Linked DNA regions of Mus musculus: regions 1, 2, 3, 4, 6 and 7 are each linked to region 5. Evidence: chromatin contacts called from public HiChIP or PLAC-seq and promoter capture Hi-C data. All regions are on one chromosome and are shown on one strand. Each heading gives the region's core, a stretch centred on a gene start, on an enhancer-like site or on the middle of the called end of the contact. The rest is flanking DNA. Distances are from core to core; before and after follow the strand shown. Region 1 holds the start of Tle6 (transducin-like enhancer of split 6). Region 2 holds the start of Tbxa2r (thromboxane A2 receptor). Region 3 holds the start of Mrpl54 (mitochondrial ribosomal protein L54). Region 4 has its middle 6.3 kb from the start of Gm47922. Region 5 holds the start of Cdc34 (cell division cycle 34). Region 6 holds the start of Ankrd24 (ankyrin repeat domain 24). Region 7 holds the start of Gna11 (guanine nucleotide binding protein, alpha 11).

What was found. Promoter capture Hi-C pulls out the DNA fragments that hold promoters and counts their contacts. HiChIP or PLAC-seq counts read pairs in DNA pulled down with a chosen protein or histone mark. Capture Hi-C pulls out chosen DNA fragments and counts their contacts.
Region 1: a contact with region 5 is called in an H3K4me3 HiChIP or PLAC-seq map of bone marrow-derived macrophages, with 4 times the contacts expected there. The contact joins the promoter of Tle6 here to the promoter of Cdc34 in region 5. A contact is called at or near these places in 3 of 39 promoter capture datasets (cranial neural crest and liver), 1 of 15 datasets of contacts at CTCF or cohesin (large pre-B cells), 3 of 484 Hi-C or Micro-C datasets (B cells, erythroblasts and liver), 5 of 115 datasets of contacts at active chromatin or transcription factors (astrocytes, bone marrow-derived macrophages, fetal liver and 2 more) and 3 of 9 other capture datasets (adipose tissue, macrophages and pancreatic islet).
Region 2: a contact with region 5 is called in a promoter capture Hi-C map of pre-B cells, with 2.5 times the contacts expected there. The contact joins the promoter of Tbxa2r here to the promoter of Cdc34 in region 5. A contact is called at or near these places in 3 of 39 promoter capture datasets (cranial neural crest, pre-B cells and second pharyngeal arch cranial neural crest) and 1 of 115 datasets of contacts at active chromatin or transcription factors (pancreatic cancer cells).
Region 3: a promoter capture Hi-C map of pre-B cells shows a contact between it and region 5, with 2.9 times the contacts expected there. The contact joins the promoter of Mrpl54 here to the promoter of Cdc34 in region 5. A contact is called at or near these places in 1 of 39 promoter capture datasets (pre-B cells) and 2 of 9 other capture datasets (adipose tissue and liver).
Region 4: a contact with region 5 is called in a promoter capture Hi-C map of hippocampal neurons, with 5 times the contacts expected there. The contact joins the enhancer-like site here to the promoter of Cdc34 in region 5. A contact is called at or near these places in 1 of 39 promoter capture datasets (hippocampal neurons) and 3 of 115 datasets of contacts at active chromatin or transcription factors (embryonic stem cells, large pre-B cells and microglia).
Region 6: a promoter capture Hi-C map of liver shows a contact between it and region 5, with 11 times the contacts expected there. The contact joins the promoter of Ankrd24 here to the promoter of Cdc34 in region 5. A contact is called at or near these places in 6 of 39 promoter capture datasets (embryonic stem cells, hippocampal neurons, liver and 2 more), 4 of 484 Hi-C or Micro-C datasets (B cells, CD8 T cells, Th1 cells and 1 more), 1 of 115 datasets of contacts at active chromatin or transcription factors (bone marrow-derived dendritic cells) and 2 of 9 other capture datasets (adipose tissue and liver).
Region 7: a promoter capture Hi-C map of liver shows a contact between it and region 5, with 8 times the contacts expected there. The contact joins the promoter of Gna11 here to the promoter of Cdc34 in region 5. A contact is called at or near these places in 3 of 39 promoter capture datasets (erythroid cells, liver and pre-B cells), 2 of 484 Hi-C or Micro-C datasets (CD4 T cells and liver) and 2 of 9 other capture datasets (liver and pancreatic islet).

The regions. Positions count from the first base shown.
Region 1 is chr10:81,599,510-81,602,390 of GRCm38.p6, forward strand. It overlaps Tle6 (transducin-like enhancer of split 6), which reads right to left and starts at 1,391. Exons shown (of 14, transcript NM_053254.2): 1 at 1,289-1,391; 2 at 526-606. The coding sequence starts at 570.
Region 2 is chr10:81,327,315-81,330,299 of GRCm38.p6, forward strand. It overlaps Tbxa2r (thromboxane A2 receptor), which reads left to right and starts at 1,389. Exons shown (of 3, transcript NM_001277265.1): 1 at 1,389-1,603.
Region 3 is chr10:81,265,541-81,268,401 of GRCm38.p6, forward strand. Mrpl54 (mitochondrial ribosomal protein L54) reads right to left here and starts at 1,386. Exons shown (of 3, transcript NM_025317.2): 1 at 1,233-1,386; 2 at 111-267. The coding sequence starts at 1,350. Apba3 (amyloid beta (A4) precursor protein-binding, family A, member 3) reads left to right here and starts at 2,632. Exons shown (of 11, transcript NM_018758.2): 1 at 2,632-2,779.
Region 4 is chr10:78,143,038-78,146,268 of GRCm38.p6, forward strand. No RefSeq gene overlaps it. Among named protein-coding and RNA genes, the nearest start is that of Gm47922, 6.3 kb to the left of the region's middle. Within about 2 kb of position 1,299, at least 39 of the 459 cell types and tissues checked have an H3K27ac peak or open chromatin away from gene starts, as enhancers often do. A contact at or near this core is called in hippocampal neurons, where this site is marked.
Region 5 is chr10:79,680,527-79,683,690 of GRCm38.p6, forward strand. It overlaps Cdc34 (cell division cycle 34), which reads left to right and starts at 1,669. Exons shown (of 5, transcript NM_177613.2): 1 at 1,669-2,064. The coding sequence starts at 1,888.
Region 6 is chr10:81,632,187-81,635,128 of GRCm38.p6, forward strand. Ankrd24 (ankyrin repeat domain 24) reads left to right here and starts at 1,513. Exons shown (of 20, transcript NM_001374016.1): 1 at 1,513-1,569; 2 at 2,481-2,567; 3 at 2,679-2,809; 4 at 2,884-2,942. The coding sequence starts at 1,531.
Region 7 is chr10:81,543,711-81,546,649 of GRCm38.p6, forward strand. It overlaps Gna11 (guanine nucleotide binding protein, alpha 11), which reads right to left and starts at 1,452. Exons shown (of 7, transcript NM_010301.4): 1 at 1,082-1,452. The coding sequence starts at 1,217.

The sequences.
Region 1 (2,881 bases), core at 141-2,640, 1.9 Mb after region 5:
ACAAGGAAGGAAAAGAAGGGGAAAGGAGGAGGGAGGAGATATAACTCCTCCCCCAAAGGGTCTATGTAGCCGATTGTTCTGGAATTACCTAGAGCTGGCTGTCCTTGAACTAAAAGATCCACCTGCCTCAGCCTCCCAAGTGTGGATTAAAGCTGGGCAACGATCTTTAATCCCAATATAGTGTTAACACATGGAACTAAAGAGCCACTTGCTAGGAGAGGCTCAGCCCTGACCACACCAGGTGAACACCTAGTGTTAATAATCACCACTTGATTGACATTGGGAAAATGTGGGCCCGGTCTGGTCTATGGGGGTTTTCACCTGCGCTGTCAGGGGTCACAGGTGCAGGCACTGAGGGGCTCAGGCTGGGGTGCAGGCCTTTCATCTTAGCTAGGTAGGCAGGATTGCATGAGCTCCCGGTGCGGGGTGGGGGTGGGGGGGGCAGAGAGAACTAGTCTCCAAAACCCCAAACACAGTAGGAAGAGAGGAAGCTAACTGTGCCCCTCACCACCATTTCTCTCTCACCAAAATTCCACCAAAGGTGTCACTGCTCTGTCTGTGGGAAGTCATCTAGAAGATTCTTGAGGTCACAAATCTGATTAAGTCCTATAAGAACAGGTATAGGTTTTTAGAAGGCAGAAAAGCCGACTCCCACCCCCATCCCCGTAGCCTCTTCATCATCTGGACCCAGCTGGGGAGGAAGCCCCTTCCCCATCCCCATGTCTTCTGCGCTCCCTTTCCCCAAGACCCGGCTTTACTACTACTACTAAGGTTTCAGACACACACCCCCAGCTAAGGGCCTCATTAGTATCTCTTCAGATACCAAGAATAGAGAACCAGGCACCTCCAACTCCCTAGCGGGATCAGCCAGAAATGTGGCTAGTCGTGGACCGTTTGCCAGGCAGGCCGGGCACACGCCTTTAATCCCAGCATTTAGGAGGCAGAAGCAGGCAGATTTCTGAGTTCGAGGCCAGCCTGGTCTACAAAGTGAGTTCCAGGACAGCCAGGAACCAATAAGCCAAAAAACCAAAACAAACCAAAACAAAAAAAGTTTTCCAGGCGTACTAGTTAAGCCTGCATGTGGTGCAAATATATACGCTCAGGCACACACTTAAAACATTTTTCAAAAAAGAATAAAGGAGACAAGAGAAACGACACTTGGTTCACTCCCAAATCACTCAACCTAGGTAAACTCCCCGCTGAAGTCGGTTTTGTGAGGGTCCACACCCCTCCCTCGGGCTCCCTCTTCTCCCGACCCGCCCGCAGGAAGCGGGCTGCCCTCACGCACCACCTCTGAGGTTAGGGAGGCCCCAGGGATCCCAGAGGAAGCCTCTGAGGTCAGCCAGGGTCAGGCCAGGAGGAAGCCCCTCCTGCTGGGCCCCGGGCCATTTGACCCCTCTCACCCCGCCCCTCCAGCCTAGGCCACGCCCTACTAGGCCACACCCACACACCACGCCCCCTGCACCCACCGAGGGAAGCGTGTATCAGGGCCCAGGCCACGGTGCACGTGGGCCCCGGACTCAGCGAACCGCCCCTGCAGGCCCTGACCAATCAGAAGGCGGCGAGCCCACGTGGGCTGCGAGCCAGAATGCTCATTGCTCAGTTTGTGGCCGTGCTGTCAATCACGGAGTTCCTGCTTCGGCTTAACCCTCGCGTTCCAGGTGTGGCGATTCGGGAGCTGGGAGAATTTCAGAGTGTTTGGTGAAAAGTCTGATTATTTGGGGCATTCGAGACGGATCAGCAGGTGAAGGTGATTGCGGCCTAGACGTTTGATCCGAACTCGATCCCTGGGATCCACAGGGTGGACCACGAACTCACAACTCACTCTTGCACGTACACACACACACACACCCCACACACACTTTTCTTTTAAATCTTACTGAAACAGGAGAATCAGGATTCATCCTGGCTGGCCCGCATGTGCCCTGGGCCCTACCCCCAGCACCACTTGAAGACACCTTCATTATCCCAGCACTGGGGAGGTAAAAGTAGGAGGGTTAGGAGTTCGAGGTCGTCCTGAGTTAGATAGCAAATTCCAGGTTAGCTTGGAGTACAGGAGACTGTCTCAAATGAGAGAGAAAGGAAAGACATCGGGCACAAAGCCACACAAGCCCAGACCCCCATATTCAAGGACAGGAAGTGAAGCAGAACCCTGAGCTCCCTGCAAGGCTCAGCCCCCATCCCTGGCCCTGGATGGAGGATCCTGGAGTAAGCTGAGGATGGCCTGGGTTAGAGTGGACTCTCTGGACCTCCCTAGCCTCACTCCTACGTCCACTCCAGCCACAGATGGGGGATGTGAAATTAAACCACAGTCACCACTTTGGACTCGGAGGCAGGGGCAGTGACGGTGAGTTTGGGGCCAGCCTGGTTTCCATAGTACAAGCAGGTGTAAAACAGAAAGGGCTGTGAGAGGGCTTAGTGGGTAAAGCCCATTGCTGCTCAGCTTGAGTTTGATCCCTGCGACCCACACAGTAGAAGGTGAGAATGTGTTCTAATTCCCAAGAAGTGTCCTCTTGCACCCACATACCACACATGAACAAGTGATTGCAACTCAATTAGGCCTCTGTCACAGCAACTTTTCCTTCATTGAAAAGTATTTAAGGGACTGGAGAGATGGCTCAGCAGTTAAGAGCACTGGCTGATCTTCTAGAGGATCCAGGCTCAATTCCCAGCAACCACACGGTGGCTCACAACCATCTATAATGCGATCTGAAGCCCTCTTCTGACTTATAGAGCACTCACATATATTAAATAAATAAATCTCTTTTTTTTGTTTTTTGTTTTTTCGAGACAGGGTTTCTCTGTATAGCCCTGGCTGTCCTGGAACTCACTTTGTAGACCAGGCTGGCCTCGTTCTCAGAAATCCACCTGCCTCTGCCTC
Region 2 (2,985 bases), core at 139-2,638, 1.6 Mb after region 5:
ACCAAACATATCCTTATCTCAGGTCAAGGGACAGAGGAAGAACATACAACCACCTCTCTGTTTCATCCACCCCAACCCATCCACATCAAGAGCAGCCTCAGATCCTCTTCCCACCACAGCTCCTCACCCTCACCACCAAACATTCCTGCCAGGACACCTAGGCAGGGTTTCTCTGTGTAGCCCTGGCTGTCCTGGAACTCACTCTGTAGACCAGGCTGGCCTCGAATTCAGAAATTCACCAGCCTCTGCCTCCCAAGTGCTGGGGTTAAAGGTGTGTGCCACCACGCCCGGCTTTTTTTTTTTTCTTTTAAGATTTATTTATTATTATAAATAAGTACACTGTAGCTGTCTTCAGACGCACCAGAAGAGGCCATCAGATCTCATTATGGGTGGTTATGAGCCACCATGTGGTTGCTGGGAATTGAACTCAGGACCTTCAGAAGAGCAGTCAGTGCTTTTACCGGCTGAGCCATCTCACCAGCCCCCGAAAAAACCCAATCTTCATACCCCTTACACCCACAGTATTGATACCTAGCCAAATGTTGAGAAGGTAAAGACATTTGTTTTGCCTCAGCAGCCTGAGATCAGAAACGTGGGATGATCTGTGTCCATTTCTGTCCCTAGCTTATGGGATGGATAGACAGGGCAGGCCCAGCTAGGAAATCAGAGGAACTACAAACTTCACGGGGGTAGAGGCCAGTCAGGGTCAGGACCTAGTGTTGGGATGGGTGGGAAGGCAGGAAGGGTGGGGGTGGTGCAGCAGGCAAGGGGCTTCCTGCTGCTGACAAGAGTCTGGCTGACCCTGGGCAGACTATGGAACTGGGAGGTTGAGGTCACAGCCAGGCCAGGCATCTCAATCCCCACCAGGACCTGTCAGGGCCAAAGAGACCCAAGGTCACCTCCTCCACGCAGGCCCCCCTCCTCCAGCTACTAGGCACAGGACTAACACCCCTGCCTGGCTCAGTCATCCTGGGCAACTGTCAGGGCTTCAGGCAGTGAGTCTGCAGGGGAGGGTTCCCCAAGACTGCTCCATCTCTAGAGGACAGCCTGGTCTCCGACCTTACACCTCCCCTACCCCAGCCCTCTCCTTCCCCTCCAGCTCTTGGTCCCTGCAGTCAGGCTGGAGCTGGCCTTGCTGACCCAATATCCCTGGAAGGCTCCTGGACAGCCTTGGCGAAGGTTAGTTGCTGCTGTGTCAGGACCAGCCCCATTTGGCCTCCCAGCTCTTCCCACATGGCCTCCCTCTGGGTCCCTGACCTTTCAACAACTGATGTCTCTCTCTACTCTGTCACCCTTGTGCCCTGCTTGGTTCCCACCCTAGCGGCTGAGAGGCGAGGCCAGCGCCAGCGCAGGGGGTGGGGCTGACGAGAGTCGGCAGAAAGACAGATGGAGACAGGGCGGGACGGGAAACAGCCTCACAGTCCCATCCCTCCAGCCCTGGACGCCTGAGGGTCTCCAGTGCTCCCCTGTACCCACGGCCCCAGGGCTTCTGTTGGGGCCTCCCCTCAACCAACGTGACTTGGTTTCCCCAGGGAACTCCCCTACCTGCTCTCTCTGCCTGGCCTGGAACACCACAGAGGACACCTAGGTACAAACAGCACAGGTGAGTCCCTTGCCTCCCTACTGTGACTATACCACTGTACCCAGGTAAGCCTCTGCATAGATCCTGGGGAACCCAGATCCACTAACAACCCTGCTGTGGCCTGCCTACAGGGGGGAATGATAGCAACCAGGTGCCAAAGTTCCCTGAAGGGGATCCTGTGGTGTGACATTTACTCCGGTGGTCTAGCCTGGGCAAGTGCAGTTTCCCTGGTGGTACGTGGGTACACTGGTTTCCTGTGTCTGGGTGAGGCCAGTCCAAGATGCTGTGGCAGTGATGAAGTTGGGGGTGGGATGGAATGGAGCTGGGAGCTACAGTGTGTGGCTTGGAGCTGGGCATGGTGATTGTACTCACATAGGCTCAGCTCAGAACCTGGGTCACATCTCGATGGCACATGTCCTACCCAGAGAGGGGCATCCATCCAACATGCCAGAAAACAGGCCTCGGGGCCCCTCCCCCAGCCCACTGCCACAGGATGACACCTGCACCCTGGAACTGTGGCACAAACAGGAAGCAGGCAGTGGGGGGAACAGCATGCGGTGAAGGTGAACCTGAGTCTGTGGGGTTGTGGGCATGCACACTGGGTATTTGGGGTGCTGGCAGAACAGCCCACTGGGCACAGCTGCGGCCAAGGCTCAGCCTCAGGAGCTCATAAGCAGAAAGTCACCAGGGAAGGCAAATTCGTTACACGGGGAAAACTGAGGCTGTGTAGCGTGGCTATGGGTGATGGAGGTGTGGGGAGCCCAGGCTGCTCTGAGGCCTGGTGGGGGAGGCTTGTTGCAGATGGAGGAGTTGGGAGAAGGAGGAGGGGCCTAGCCTGCAGAGCCCAGCCACACACCACATTCCACCAAGGCTGGAACTCAGCCACCCAGCCTGGGCCTCAAGGAATGAGCTCTAGCGTCCCAGGGCACACATATACAAGGATGAGGCCCCATCCTAGACAGAATACCACTGCCTTCCACCCCCAACGGTGGGAACATGGCTCAGGAACGCAGGACCATCCCACATCCCAGGGACTCAGGGTGGGAGGGTTCCAGAATCCTTCTGCTTCCTGGTGTCCAAAGCTGGGGTGTGGTGGCCTGTGCCTGTCACCCCAACAGAAGCTGGAGGCAGATGGAGCTCAGTGAGTTCCAGGCCAGCCTGGTCTACACAGAGTCTGCATGAGGACAAACAGAATTCCTGAGCCTTGAAATTCCCAGGCCCAAAGCTCCCTGCTCCAAAGCTGTGGAACCTGATGGGGCGCAGAGACGCCAAGTAAGTCTCCTGAGACCACACAGCATGGGCTGCTGGCCAGCGTGGGAGGCTGCCAGGTCTGCCTCAAGTCTCGCCTAGGCAACTTGAGCTCACCATTATCACTTGAACCCCAGGGGAGGAAGGAAGGGGCT
Region 3 (2,861 bases), core at 136-2,635, 1.6 Mb after region 5:
ACCACCCATGACAAGGGTAGACGAGCACAGCAGGCCTCAGGGGGCTATCCTGGAGCCCCATGTTCCTGAAGGCTGGGTGTCAGGATTCCTATGCAGTGTGGTACACTCACCATGTGGGGTACTCGGAGTCTGCCTTCAGGGCCACATCCTGGCCTTCCTTGTAGATGTTGACCCCCATGGCATGTGTGGTGAGCTGAGTGGGGTCTGTGCACACCTCGGGGTCCTTCAGGGCCTCAGCGGCCACGCCGCCCTTGCCGCCCTTGCCAACTGCACAGTGAGAGAACGGGACACTTCAGCCTGCCCAGCTCTGCCCTCCTTCAACCCTCCTTTGTGTGGCCTCCAACAACCAACAGCCCCAGCTCTCTCCATGCATAACAGGGTCCCTTGTTATGGCACAGACCTGTCCCACTCCCGTGGGCCCTGAAGGCCCAGCCCATACTACACAACCCCTCTTCCATTCAGTGATGTTGACATGGTGGCACATGCCTGGCATCCCAGCATTCTGGAGCTGAGGCTGGGGAGTCATAAGACCCTGTCTCAAAAAAAAAAACAAAAAACCAATTCTGAGAAGAGAGAGATGGCTCGGTAACTCTAGGCCAACTTGGCAACATTTTTTTTTTTTTTTTTTGAAGACAGGGTATGTCATGATGTAGCTCTCCTGGAACAACACAAAAAAGTAAACACTAAAAATATTTTTGAGATGGGGTCTTCCTGGCAGGCCTGGAACTCACAGAGATCACTCTGCTTCTCTGCTGGGATTAAAGGTATCACGTTCGCCTCAAAGCGTAATTTTTAAATAATTTTAAATAATGATTATCACGGGTGTGTACACTGTCACAGTGCTTGTGGGATTGGTCATCTCCTTCCCTGCTTATGTGGGTCCTGGGGATCAAACTCAAGGCTTTCCAGGCAAGCACCTTGCACAATGAACCAACCTGCCCACCCACATTACTTTTTAAATTAAAATAATGACAATAACTTAGTTGATGTTGGTTATGTTTGGTGATTTACTCAAAGTTGAAGCGTGACACCCAGCCTGGTCCCGCCCTGTCCCACAAGGGCCGCGCCTGCGCACTGAGCGTAGAGGCTAGCGGCGCACCCGCAGGCCTCACTACGCTAGCACGCACCGTTTGGCCTCCGTAACGCTGCGCCTGCGCAGTCAATCCTCAGAACCCCACCTCCCCAGCAGCGCTCCGGCCGTACCCACTTTGGTTCCTTCGGAGCCAACTCACCTGGCTTTTTAGCATATTCCCGGATAGAGAATCCTCCAGGTCTTCTGAGGACCGGGAGCGCCCGGGGATGCCAGCGGGCCCACACCCGGGAAGCCCGGAGGAGATGGGCGGCCGCCATGACGCTGGCCGGCCGCTCGCACGTGCAGACTTCCGTGTTACGTCAGCCCTCCAGATCGGCTTTGGAGGTGTTGGAGGCGCCGCGGCCTTCTGGGAAATGTAGTCTTTAAAAAAAAATTTGCCCGACTAACGACTAATTTTAACTTCTGTAGCTATCGACCGTTCAAAGAATATTTCATTAAATTCTTGCCCCCAGTTCAAATGGTGATGGCACACCTTTAATCCCAGTACTCTGGAGATACAGGTAGGAGGATCTCTGAATTCAAGGTTAACCTTGGCTACTGCTTGAGTTCCAGGACAACCAAGGCTACACAAAGAAACCCTGCCTCAGACGATGATGACGACAACAACAACAAGTATTTAGATCTTTATTTACTTTAAATGTCACAGCAAAATCATGCTTATATCCCTTGTGGAATTTTTGAAAGCTTAAAAGTTAGGACAGTCAGTTGTGATGTGGAGGTGGAGGCAAGAGAATCAGGAGTTTGGGTCGATCTGTCCTACACAGCAAGTTTGAGGTCAGCCTTGGCTATATGAGATCTTGGCTTAAACATATGGGTAGCTGAGAATGATGGGAGTGATGAACCCCAGCTTAATCCCCACACTTGGGAGGCAGAGGTAGGTAGATGCCTGTGAGTTCCTGGCCAGCCTACTCTACATAGTGATACGTATGTGTTCTATTCACTAATAGAAAAAAGTGGGGTTTGGTGATTGGGGCTTCGTAGCAGAAATGGAGGCTGGATGCACACAGGAAGCTGAGGCAGGAGGATCAGGAGTTTGAAGCCAGCCTAGGCTACATGAGACTCTCAAGAATAAATAGACTAGTACTAGAATCTTCTAGACTCATTGCTAACAAACCTAACCAGGTGAACTCTTTTTAGATCACACAGTTAAGTTTAGGAATTATCATTGTCCCTAATCTATATGTAGGACCGTGATGCAAATTCCAGTGTCAACTCAAGTCTAGATTGTACCGTTATAGATCCTTACTGGGATACAAAGTGGAAGTCCGTCCTCAATAACTTCCATTCCCACTTTTCCTTTGCACTCCAAATTTTCAAGTCATGGCTCTCTTTACCATCCCTGGTTTCTGCCCATGTCCTACCTCAGCCGTTACACTCTGAAGTGATGCAGAACCCGATTTTAGAAAAGAAAAGCCAGTTTGAGCCTCGCCTCCGTTCTTGTAGTCTCGGGATTCGAACCTGAGCTCTACTATCTATACTGCAACACTGGCGAGTCCCCGGAAGGAGAGAGAGCGGACTCGAGGACTACATTTCCCAGCAGGCCGTTTGAGAGTGTGTATGCGCAATAGTCCTGGATGGTGCAGTGACCGATGATCCGGTTCCAAAGCTGGGATCCCAGAGAGCTGCTGACTCTTCTGGAAGGACGGGCGGACCGTCCGGACAATCCTGCCCGGGCCGGAGACACAGGTACTGCGGGCCGTGCGGGACTGGACAGGCTCCCGTGGGTGACCCAAGGGCAGTGTCTGAGTTCTGAGACTGAAATCTGAGT
Region 4 (3,231 bases), core at 49-2,548, 1.5 Mb before region 5:
CTGGATGCTGCCATGCTCCTGCCTTGGTGACAATGGACTAAACCTCTGAACCTGTAAGTCAGCCCCAATTAAATGTTGTCCTTATAAAAGTTGCCTTGTCATGGTGTCTGCTCACAATAATGAAACCCTAGTGAAGGCAGAGACCATGGAGGAAGAGGGGTAGAAAGATTGTTAAGAGGCAGATGACCAGGAAATCTGTTGTGAGATTGTGTCTCCTAGAACTGACAAGGAAACTTCCCTCATGATACATCAACAATACAACCACCTATACAAGTACTGAACTAGCCAATAGACATGCTACCCTGGAAAGGGAAAAATCTCACAGGACTCCAGCCCTAAACAAAGAACCACAGGCAGCTAACACATGAAGGAGTCATCTTCCCCAGGAATGATCCCCTTGATTGGCTGTTTAACACACACACACACACACACACACACACACACACACACACACACACATATACACAGACAGGCACACACATACATACACATAGACACACACATACACAGACACGCACACATAGACAAATACACACATACACATAGACACAGACACACATAGACACACACACATATAACAATAATAAAGAAAATGAGGCCATGAATTTGAGGAGAGGGACCATGGGAGAGGTAGAAGGAGGAAAAGAGAGAAATGATATAATTCTATTTTAATTTAAAATGTAAAAACTTTTTTAAAAGAGGGGGTAAGGTGGCAGCAACCACCTAAGTCTAAGTCAACAGGATACCCCAAGCTTTGAGCAAACACCCCAAGAGAACCATACCACCCTGAAATACAGAGTGAAGAGCAGGTGGTAGACTGTAGTATGTAGAGAGGCTGAGCCCGACCCTGCCTGGACACACTTATCTAGAAAGAGGCCAGCCCAACCGCCCTGAGGCCCTGCTCCTGTGGATCCAGAGTCCAAATGACAGACATTCTAGGAAGTGTCTCTGCTACTATGAGTAATATTATTATTATGTATTACATAAGGAAATGGGGAGGACCTCTGTTAAAGCCAGCTGACCTCTGTAACATGTTGGACTTTGCCTGGACCTTGGAAAAAAAGGACTTAGAGTAGTGGAGACTCACTGTAATGAGCTCTGCAGATCCCTAGGGAGGCTGCGGGACATTCTTGCCTAGATCCAGGTCAGCCAGGCTCCCTGAAGCCTCAGAGGAAGGATCCCACCCTGACTTAACATTGAGTGCTGTGATGCCCATGCGTAGGTGGCTCTATCCTCCAGTACAATTGCTGGAGTTCGTTATGTCCTTGCTTGGAACTTCTTCATTTCTCAGAAAATACGCAGAGGAGAAACTCTTCAAGGCCAGATGCTCCCTTTTCAGCTCCGCCTCCACTGAGGAAGTTGCCCAGGAACCTGGAGGGAGGCGGCAGCTTTGGGGGATGGGGGAGACTGGGTTATGCACATCACTAAAAGCAGGAGAGCTGTCACTGTGCATTCCCTGGCAGGTCAGGAGGAGCATCATCTACTTTTTCTTCTTACCATTTTCAGTTAATTAGTTCTATATCTCTACAATAGCAACTTAATGTTGAACATGGGTAGGGATTGGGGGCTTAAGGCAGACCTGGGGCAGGCCTTCTTTCCCTCCCTCAAAGGCAGCTGGGGTCTCCAGAGGATAGGTGTGAACCACTCCCTGCCTGCTGAGCTGCAGAAACTCCTAGCTCCAAACCACATACCCCACTGTCATTCCAAGACATCCCAGCTTCCTAGGAAGGTCAAGGTGGGGCTAGAAGCCCCTCTTGGAAAGGTGTGTGGGGTTGAGACTCCACCAGGAGTGCAGGGAAGGGGTCTGCTAGAGCGTCAGGCCATGCTCCCTGGAGCTGATGGGATGCAGGCAGGACAGGGACAAACTGAAGTTTTGGTGCACCAACGGGTCATGGAGATGGACTGTCCCTTTGGTTAAAAGGTTTATTATGGATATTGACATCACTGTTAGCATGGAAGGAGCCCTGAAAAGTTTGGGGGCAGAGTCCAGTTTCTTCTTAGAGGTTTCAGAGAAAGGAGGGTGCATTAGTCAGTGTTCTCTAGAGTCACAGAACTTATGGGTAGTCTCTATATAGTAAGGGACTTTGTTGAAGACTTACACTATAGTCCAACTCCCAACAATGGTCAGCAGCAGCTATGAATAGAAGTCCAAGGATCTAGCAGTTGCTTAGTCCCCCAAGGCAAGCAGTGAAGAAGAGAGAGAATCTTCCTCCTTCCAATGTCCTTATGTAGGTCTCCAGCAGAAGGTGTGGCCCAGATTAAAGGTATGTGACACCACACCTGGATCTGGGAATTACTTTGTCCCAGATGACCCTGAACTCAGAGATCTCCTTGTCTTAAGTCTCCTGGGATTCATAGCCACTATGCCTCAAGATCTCCATGCCAAGATCTAGGTCAGAAACTTGTATCTCCCAGCCTCCAGATCAGGATCCCAGGTGAGCCTTCCAATTCTGGGTTGTAGTTCATTCCAGATATAGTCAAGCTGACAACCAGGAATAGCCACTACAGACAGAGAGGTTCTGTGCAAATGCTGAGTAGCCCGTAGCACATGCTTGTAGTCAGGTATCTGAGCTGTGCAAAGCAGCCAGAGAACATCTTGCATTTGTGGGAAGGAATGGGATTTGAGAGGGGACCCATTTAGTTAACGTATGTCTATCCTATGGAGTGTGTCACCAATAGGCCCCAATAGCTTGGAGTCTGATAGCCTAGGTCCTGCATACAGAATCAGCTAGGAGAGAAGAGGGACAGGACCACAGATGGATGTGATCTGAGCAGTCTCTTGCCTGGGTTCTGATTGCTTCAGATACCCAGGGCAGGCCCTGGGAGTTTGGGAGTGGGAGTTTCTGGTTTTGCCCTCAGTTTGGTGTTGTTTGAGCTTGGAGGGGGCAGGGAACACTTAAGAGGAAGCCAGTCTGTCCTGGGGATAAAGCCAGGCTTAGGGTAGGAGACACATTTCTGTACAGACTCCTCTTCCCTTCCGAGTCAGGGAGGCAAGGTTCCCTACCTGGGAGATGATGTGGGAGCCATGGACCAGGGAGGATGCCTCACCCTCTGCCTTCTCCAGAAACTATGCAGGATCTGACTGTAGCTCCAATACAGCACTGCAGAGATCAGGCTGTGTCTGCTCAAAGCCACTACCCAATGAACAGTCCAGTAGCTTTGAGGCTGTTTCTCCCTGGAAGAGCCAATGTGACTGTGACTGTGACTGTGGGGCGGGATGCTGTAGTTTGC
Region 5 (3,164 bases), core at 419-2,918:
GCCCTGTTCCTAGGATGTGCCCACGACTAAGGCTTATCATGAACCATTCCCTGCAGCTTGGGGTGGGAGCAGCCAGAATGTTCTGACTGGATGTCCCCTTGCTGTGAGGAGACCTGGATTATCCTCATCAGATGACCAAGGTCTGTGACTGGGGACTTGGATCATGACATCCATGTCCTAACATGTCAAGGTAGATGACCCCAGTCACCAGAAGCCAGGCCAACACCCTTCCCAGATGCTCAATACCCAGCATTCACGATATCTTTGAAGCCCAGGTGCAGGCTCGCCTGGGAGTAGGGAGAAGTATGTTCCACCTGAAGGGAGGGGCACCCTGTCCGTTTATACATCAAGGGCTTCCTAAGTGCAGGCTGTGGGAGTGGTCATCTCAGACACACAGGAAAACCTGAGCTACTTGCTATGTGCTGACAACTAGGTGACAGTGTAAGATGGGCAGTGTGACATGCACAACAGGGGCAGATACTTCTGGAAGTCCTTGGAAAAGAGCGTGACCAGAAAGACTTCTAGCCCAAGAGTCTAGGGCTCCCAGGGGGAGGACAGCCAAGGTAGTGCCACACATGAAGTGGCATTGGACCCTGGGCTCTTCCCTGGTCATATCAACCAGCCCCACCTTTGACACCGTTTCCCTGTCCCCAAACAGGTCTACCTGCTATCCCCGACATGACAGGATGTCGGAGCACCTGTGGTGGGAGCTGCCCTTTCCCAGCCCCAAGTGTTGATGCAGCTGTAGTCCTCCAGAACGCCCACAGTCAGGGTGAGTGGCCAGTACAGCCTAGGGACAGAACCACCCACCCCTAAAGGTCACGGGTACACCACACACACACCCTGCTGCAAAGCTTAAATATGCTGCCACCACCAATACTAATGACCAAATGTCCAAGAAAGGAGTTATGGGTGTCTGTGCTGAACAACCTCAAGGTCTTTGCGTGTCTGTTCCGGATCCTGTAAACTTTTGGGTTATGCCTCACCACTGCTTTCTGGTCGATTTAAGCAAGACTAGGGTGTGGTCAAAGGTCAGTCTGAAGGGGTTCAGACTCCACCTCCTGGAAGCCACGTCTGCAAACCCCAAGTCGTTGATTCCCTGCGCTTCTACCTGAGCCCATAGAGACCAAATGGGGCCATCTAACGCTTCATGCTGGGAAACAGGGGCGGATCCTGCTCCGCTCCCGCACAAGCCACGCCCAATTCCCCACCCACAACCACGCCCCCTGAACGTCACAAAAAAAGGCCCCCAAAGCCGCAGCTGCCACTCCGCAGCGCGCAGCCCGGCCCTGCCGGCCACCCCGCACACAGGCATCCGCGGAGCTCTTCCGGCCGGAGGCGACGGCGGCCTCCGGAGCTTCGGAAACGCAAGGCGCCTGCGCGGCAGGGCGGGGGACGACGACTACACTTCCCGGTGTGCCCCGCGGGCGGGCGCGCAGACACATTCCGGACCCGGTGGAGGCGTCGCACAGGCGCATTCTAGACCCGGCAGTGGCGCGCAGGTGCATTTCCGGCCCGGCAGCAGCGGCGCGCAGCCGCACTCTAGGCCCGGGTGTGGCACGCAAGCGCTTTCGGGGCCCGAAGGAGGCACGCAGGCGCATTCGGGGTCGGGAGCCGGTGCGCAGGCGCATTCGAGGCCCGGCGGCTGCGGCGCGCAGGCGCGTTAGGCGCGGGCCGGGCCGGGCCGAAGCGAGCGCCGGGCGGGCAGCGGCGCCAGAGCGAGTGGAGCCTTCGGGGTCCCCGGGTGGCGGCGGCGGCGGCGGTGCAGAGGAGGAAGGCGGCGGCTCTCCCCCTGCCGGCGCGCGACCCGGTCCGTCTCGCGAGCTCGCGCCGGTCCCGCGGCCCGGCCCGGCCCCGGGCCCCTCCGTCGCCGCCGCCGCCACCGCCATGGCCCGGCCGCTGGTGCCAAGCTCGCAGAAGGCGCTGCTGCTGGAACTGAAGGGGCTGCAGGAGGAGCCGGTGGAGGGCTTCCGGGTGACGCTGGTGGACGAGGGTGACCTGTACAACTGGGAGGTGGCCATCTTCGGGCCCCCCAACACCTACTATGAGGGCGGCTACTTCAAGGTGAGCAGAGCCTCAGTTTCCTCTTTGTGCCTGCCTCTCTCCCAGGCTCCTCGTGCAAAGCGGCTCCTCCCTTTTTTGTTGGGCACGTGCTGACCTTACCCCGGGGACTGGTCTCCCTAAGCTGTCCTCCAACAGGCTACAGGATCAGGGACTGCTAATGTATGCCGCATGCCCAGGCAACTCCCCACCACGAGACGCAGGGGCCTCTAGAGCCTGCTGCTGGTCAGCGTGTTCCCAGGTTGTCCTACACTGGACTAAACTTGTACCTGGGAAAGGATCTTTCCCTGTTGTCCCCACCCTTCCATAATGCTTCTGGTAAAGGGTCTCTCCGGGGACAGTTGTTTTCCTTCTTGTCCCGTCCCCCTCTCAACCCCCCCCCTCCGGTTAGTTCCCCCTACCCCAAGACACAGAAGCCTCTGGAGCCCCCTGCTGGCAAGCATTTTCCCAGGTTGTTCCTCACCCTACCAGCATGTGGTAAAACCTGGAAAGGTTCTTAGGTTGTCCCAAGACATAAAGGACCACGGGCAGCTGCTAGCTGGTATCCCAAGGCCCTGCCCCCTACGCTGGAACACAGAACCAGGGCAGCCGCTGGCCGATGTGTCCCCAGAGAAGGGACGTGTAGCCTGGACAGCCACCTGCTCCAGTTCCAGTAGAGGCCCTGATAGGGCCTTGGCAGCCTTGCCTGCTTGGACAACAGCCACCTTTAGCCCTAGCCAGGCTTTATGTAATGCATTCCAAGGGGGCAGTGGGGGGTCCACCCTGAATCTTGGAGCCACACCCTGGGTTCCTTCTTTGGGCCCTGGACCCTAGAGCTCTGTGTTTGCCCCACCCTGACAGCCTTTCTCAGGTTCCACTGAACAGGTGGCTTCTTAGGGGCCTGATTTTTCCTTCTAGATAGTGTCGTCTGCCCTCTGGTGGCTTCACGCTCAATGCACCAGATGTTCTTGTGGTTGGGAGCAGGGAACACTGGGAAGCCTCCAACACTGGAAATGTGTGGCCAGCTATAGGTACCCCCATCAGCACAGTTAGATCATCCTGCTTACTGGGGGCTAGAATAACTAGCAGAATCACAGAATCTCATGCTAGGGCCAAAAGGGACA
Region 6 (2,942 bases), core at 263-2,762, 2.0 Mb after region 5:
TATGTGCCTATATACATGTGCATATATGCATATGTATATATATGTATCTATATGTGTATATATTTATATATACATGTGTATATATGTACACATATTCTAGGACTCTCTGCAGAGAGGGACACACCAGTATCTAGAGTGTTATGGGACACAGAGGCAGGAGTTGCTTATTGTTTATTAGGGAGACCATATCTCCACCTGTGCAAGGCAATTTCATGAACGACTCACTTCTCCCCAAGTTCTGCCTCTCTGGGATTCTCATCCCACAGCTCCTGTCGTGTGTCCCTGCCTGCTGCTCCGTCTCCAAGACAGCTTCTACAGTGCCAACTTACATGCACAGAAGCCAGAGAGCTAGAAAGTCATTCCGCAGTCACTTGATAAATGTAGAACAGAAGAGTCTCAGGCTGTGGCCCAGGGATATTTTGTGGGTCCTGCATAGAGGGCTCTAATTTCAGGCAAGGCAGACAAGTGCCCACACACCTTAGAGCCAGAAACGGGGGTTGCAACCCCCACTTCCAGTTGATCTAAAGATTCCTCTGACCCAGCCTGGAAGCTGTGCACAGGTCCAGATGCATGTGCCTGAAGAATGAAATGCAGTTCTTATTGTGTACTCATGGTGTACCAGGCCTGTTGTGCAGGGCGGTGCGTTCTGCTCAGCCTCTGCACGGCCCTCCGGAGCTGTGTCTGGAAAGTCTATGTGAAACCCCATTGCACATATGAGGAGGGCGGAGGCTCCAACAGGTGAGGTCTAGGTCAGTCCCATAGGTGGATAATGGCGAGGCAGACCTGGGATTCAAGTTTGGAGTGAGACTTGAGAGCTACTGGAGCGAAGTAAATAATGAAAGAGTAGATGGGTGGACAGGTAGGTTGGAGGAGTGAATGGGTGAGAGGATGTGTGCGTGAATGAAGGGATGAGTAAGCCAATGCATTTGCCCATGAAAAGACGTTAGTAAATGGGTGGTGAGGAAATTAATGAGCGAATGGGTGAATGAAAACATTAGCAAAGTGCGAATAATGACTGTTGGAGAGAGTGAATGTGTGAAACGATGGATGAACGAATGAATGAATGAAAAGATAGGCATAAATGTATGAATGAATGAAGACTGGAAGGTGATGGCTGAATGAATGATGTCCATCATTGTAAGTAAGGTGAGCTGGAGGTGAGGAGTTAGCGGGCTGACACCCGATAGGGACCATCATGGAGTTGCGGGGCGGAGCCTTTTCAGCGGGATGGAGCGTGTCGGTGCAGGAGTGGGGTGGTGGGGAAGAGAGCACTATATAGCAGCGGGCGAGCGGGCCTGGGGAAAATGGGAGTAACCTGGAACTTAGAACGGATGTGAGCGGGCCCTGAGCTTTCGTGGAAGAGGTGGGAGGGGCCTGAAATCTAGGGGGAAGCTGGGCGGGCTCTGTGCCTGAGCCTGGTGAGGAAGGGTGCTGAGTCTGGAGAAGAGGTGTGCCACAGGAGGAGGGCAGAGCCCCGTGTCTGAGGAGGTAGGCGTGGTCTGATCTGGCCCCGCCCTCCTGCGGTTCGCCATGAAGCAGCTGTGCCTGTGTGCTGCTGCCTCCTTCGCGGTAGGCGTTTGGGTCCCTCTGCGCCTTCCCCTCTTTCCTAGAAAGAAGTTCGGCAGAGGGCGGGGCGCCTGTAGAGCCTGGGCGGGAAGTGGAGGGCGGTGTTGAGGGCAGGCGTGTCTGTGCAGGCGTGGGGTCAGCAGGCCGTTGCGGGATGCAGGTCTTGGAGGACACTGTGGACAGTGAGTGACTCAGGAACTGTCCATGTTCCTGGGCAGTGAGTTTAAAAACATTAGCGGCTGCAGTTCTGCTGGCCAGGCCTTGATGCTACCTGGGGGCGATGGTCTTGGCTGAGCAGCTGTGAAGGACGGAGCGAGGTTCTGGGCGCTGGAGGATAGTTTGGAAAAGGCCAGTCATCCCAGCATTCGGAGGCTAAGGCAGGGGATCTTTAATTTTAGTTACACCCAGTCTCAAAAAAACTAAGACAGTAAAATAATTGTGAACGAGGAGCTTGGCACCACCAAGCCCTGGCTTCCATGCCCAGCACTACATAAACCAGGTGTGATGTTCCACACCTGTCACCCCAGCCTCGAGGACTGGGAGGCAGGAAGTTCAGGAATTCAAGGTCATCCTGACTCCCAGGGAGTTTGACAGCAGCCTAGGCTACTTGAGGCCCTGACTCAAAAAACAAAAACAAAGCTGGATCATTGAAATCCTCGCACTTTGGGAGATTTCTGTGACTTTCAGGCTACCCTGGTCTACATAAGAGACATGCTATTTAAAAAAAAAAAAAAAAAAAAAAAAAGTTGTACCCTGTCTTTCAAAACTGGCTTTGGATTAAGGCACACACAGGTGGTTTGAGGAGGATTGATATCTGGAAGCTGCCCTGGTGGTGGGCCTGGATCACACGCTGGGGGGTGCAGGTTTCAGAGACACTGTCTGAGGCCCCCAGCCCAGGACCACCTATCCCACAGCTCCGGCTCAGCCCCACCGACCTCAGCTCCTGCCCACCCTGTGGCCGGTGCCCTATCCCAAAACCCGCAGCCAGAGGCAGGCGCCAGGCAAGTGCTCAGGGGTGGGTGGGGAGAGCCCGGAGCAACTGCCCCTGTTCCTTGGTGGGGAAAGGACATCGACCCACTCAGTCCCTCGCACCTCTGGGTGTGCCACCGCAGGGCCAAGACTGGGGCAAAAGTGACCAGCGACTGCTCCAGGCAGTGGAGAACAACGATGTGGCCAGAGTGGCCTCGTTGATCGCCCACAAGGGGCTGGTGCCTACAAAACTGGACCCCGAGGGCAAGTCTGCGTGAGTGTCCAAGCCCTGGGGCTGGGGTGGCTTTGGACATTCTTCTGGGGTTGACCCCTGACTCGTGCCTCTAGGTTCCACTTAGCAGCCATGAGGGGTGCGGCGGGGTGTCTGGAAGTGATGCTGGCTCAAG
Region 7 (2,939 bases), core at 202-2,701, 1.9 Mb after region 5:
GGCAGGCAGAGCTCCCCAGTCTGTTTTGTAAACCCCCACAGGGCCCAGGCTACCCTGTCCTCATTTTGGGCTCTTATTTGGGGTGACAACAAGAGGACCTGGGCTCCCTGGCTCCCAGCAACAGGTGGGCCTTGAGGAGTCAGAACCCCAGGAAGTGACAGACACACATTGAGCTTCCCTGGGGTGGGTGGGGTGTGGAGAGGACAAGACTGGACCCCCAGGAGGCAGGACAGGGCCAGGGAGGCTGCAAGGCTGACTGCTGTCAACCTACTGGGTTCCGGCACAACAGAAGCCCAAAGAAGAAAAGCCACCCACTCCAATGTGGAGGAATTCAGAGGATCTATGGAAAAGAGAGGGAGACTGAGGAGTACCCACGAAAGCAACAAGCCAGAAGCAAAGCAGGACCATTTGGGTGTATAGTCCTTGGAGGTAGAGAGGAGGGTGCAACCCTTTGGGAACTGTCTTGGGGAGTCTGTAATCCAAAGGGGCATCATGAGAGCAAGACAGCTTACAGGGCTCACCGGAGGCTATGTGGGGACAATGGAAAGGAGAGAGCCTACTTGGTGCGGCAGGGCCAAGGGCCACCTCCGTGCAAGAATTCTCAGGAGCGACAGAAAGCAAGTCTCCCAGGGTCCTGGGGCCCAATGTGGCCAGCAGATGCAAAATCTCACCACAGATATCAGAGGCAGGAGGCTGACCCCGAATGAATCTAAGGCCTGGATAACAGAAAGGCTGGCCACAAAGGGTCGCACAGGCTGAGCCCAGGGGACCACACGGGAGAAGCTGGCCACCACAGGCCCAAGCCACCTGCACTGCTCAGGGTGCAGCGATCCCGGAAGGGCTGACCGCTGCAGGGCAGCGCTGACTAGTTGCCCCGAGGACATCCGAGGTGGCCCGACAGGCCGTGGGCAGCGGTCTGAAGGGGTCGCACCCGACTGTCACCGCGCGCTACTCGCCGGGGACCAGAGACCGCGGCGGCTGCAGCACCCTGCGCGCGCGGAGACCCCGGCAAGGCCCGGATGCCCCGTGCACCCACCCGGTCCCCGTGACAGAGGTCCCACGGCACGGGCACGCAGCTCACCAAGTAGCAGCAGCTTGAGCTCGCGCCGGGCGTCGCGCTTGTCCCGCCGCAGCTGTTTCTCGATCTCCGCGTTGATGCGCTTCGACTCCTTCACCTCGTCGCTCAGGCAACACGCCATCATGGACTCCAGAGTCATCGTCGCGGTCCTCCGGCTGCCGCCGGCCCGGCCCTACCTCTTCCCGGTTCCCCGAAGGCCACGGCCCGGCCCCAGAGGCGCGTCCACCGTCCGCGCCGTGCAGCGCAGCCGCCGCCGCCGCCGCTACCCGCAGCCGTCGCCACCGAGCGCCGGCGCCCGAGGACCTGAAGCGCTGCCACGGGCCCCGGGACGGGCAGGCGGCGCGGCCAATGGGAGGGGCCGCACGGCTGCGCGCGCGCGCGCGCCGCAGGGACAGGACTTTAGGATCGCCTGGGGGCGGGGCCTCGCCGCTCGGGGGCGGGGTCTGGAGGGCGCAGCGCAAGCGCGCGTGGGGTTGCGTCGACGTGGGAAGGGGTTGAACGGTTCGCGGCTGGGCGCGGACGCCGAGGATTGTGGGAATGGGGAGGACTCGGAAGCCCGAGCTCGGTTCCTTTCGGGAGGCGAAGCGAGGCTCGGCTCGGGGAGGCGCCGCTCGGCTACACTCGGCTCCTCTCGGCTCGGGCAGGCGCCGCTCGGCTGCGCTCGGCTTCTCTCGGCTCCCCGAGGCTGTGCTGAGAGCGCCAAGAGAGAGGCTGCAGTTCTCTGGAGCGAGGCCGTCACCGCCTGCGGATGTGAGAAAACGCCCTGACCGGCTCGCTCATCCATTCCTAAGCAGGCCTATCGTGTGCCAGGCAGAAATTCATGCCCTACTGTGTACAGTACATTCATGCAGCACTCGTTAAATACCACACAGGTCACAAGTATGAACACAATGCTTGCTGTAGAGTATACACTGATGCGGCAGCCTGTGGTAGCTCAGGCATTAATATCACATCTACTGTATACCAAGCCTTAAGGAAACACGCATATGTAACTGCCACATTCAATATAGGGTATACAAACCAAGTGTTTTTCACATATACAACGTATGCCAAATATGAATGCTGTGCCTGCCGTATACCACATATTGTATATAGCTCCTACTGTGTACTATGTGCTGATGCAGCACAGTACCTCCTATTAATATGCTGCCTGATTTCATATATATATGTGTGTGTATATATATATATATACATATATACATATGTCATATATGTGTGTATATGTACATATGTGTGTATATATACATACACATATATGTATATATGTATATGTGTGTATATATATACACACGCACACACACACACACATACATACATATATACTGTCAACCAGGCTTACTGGCAGGTGAAGAATAAGCATTATTAACAGTCTGCCTGCTGTATACCAAGCACCAATTTACGCTGTTGTTGTGCATGTGAACGCCCATGAATGTGGTTTGCATGTGCTGGAGTGGAACCCACCCCACCCCCGCCCCCCGCATGTACCAGGCAGGTAAGTTCCCTGTTGGTGGGTCAATCTGAGTCCCCCAAGTGTAAACTAACTCACAAACCTGAGAAGTGTTTTCTACCTTCCAGAAAGAGGCATGCGTACCCAGTCAGCACTCAATCAGGGCATGTGTCAATAATAAGAGACTACAAAGAACTTGAAAGTCAGGCCTGTGCTGCATGCGTTCCTGTCCCAGTCCCTGCCTGATTGCCCAGCCTTGAGATAAGACGGCAAGGGGAGGGTCAAAGTCTTCATTTACTAGCTGATTGGGGTTGTGGGGAGATTATTCCTCTGAAACTCTCCTATCAGGGCCTCTGTCCCCACCCCAGGAGTTCATGGCCCAGACAAGGGGCTCCCGGGTGGCCCAATGTGGTC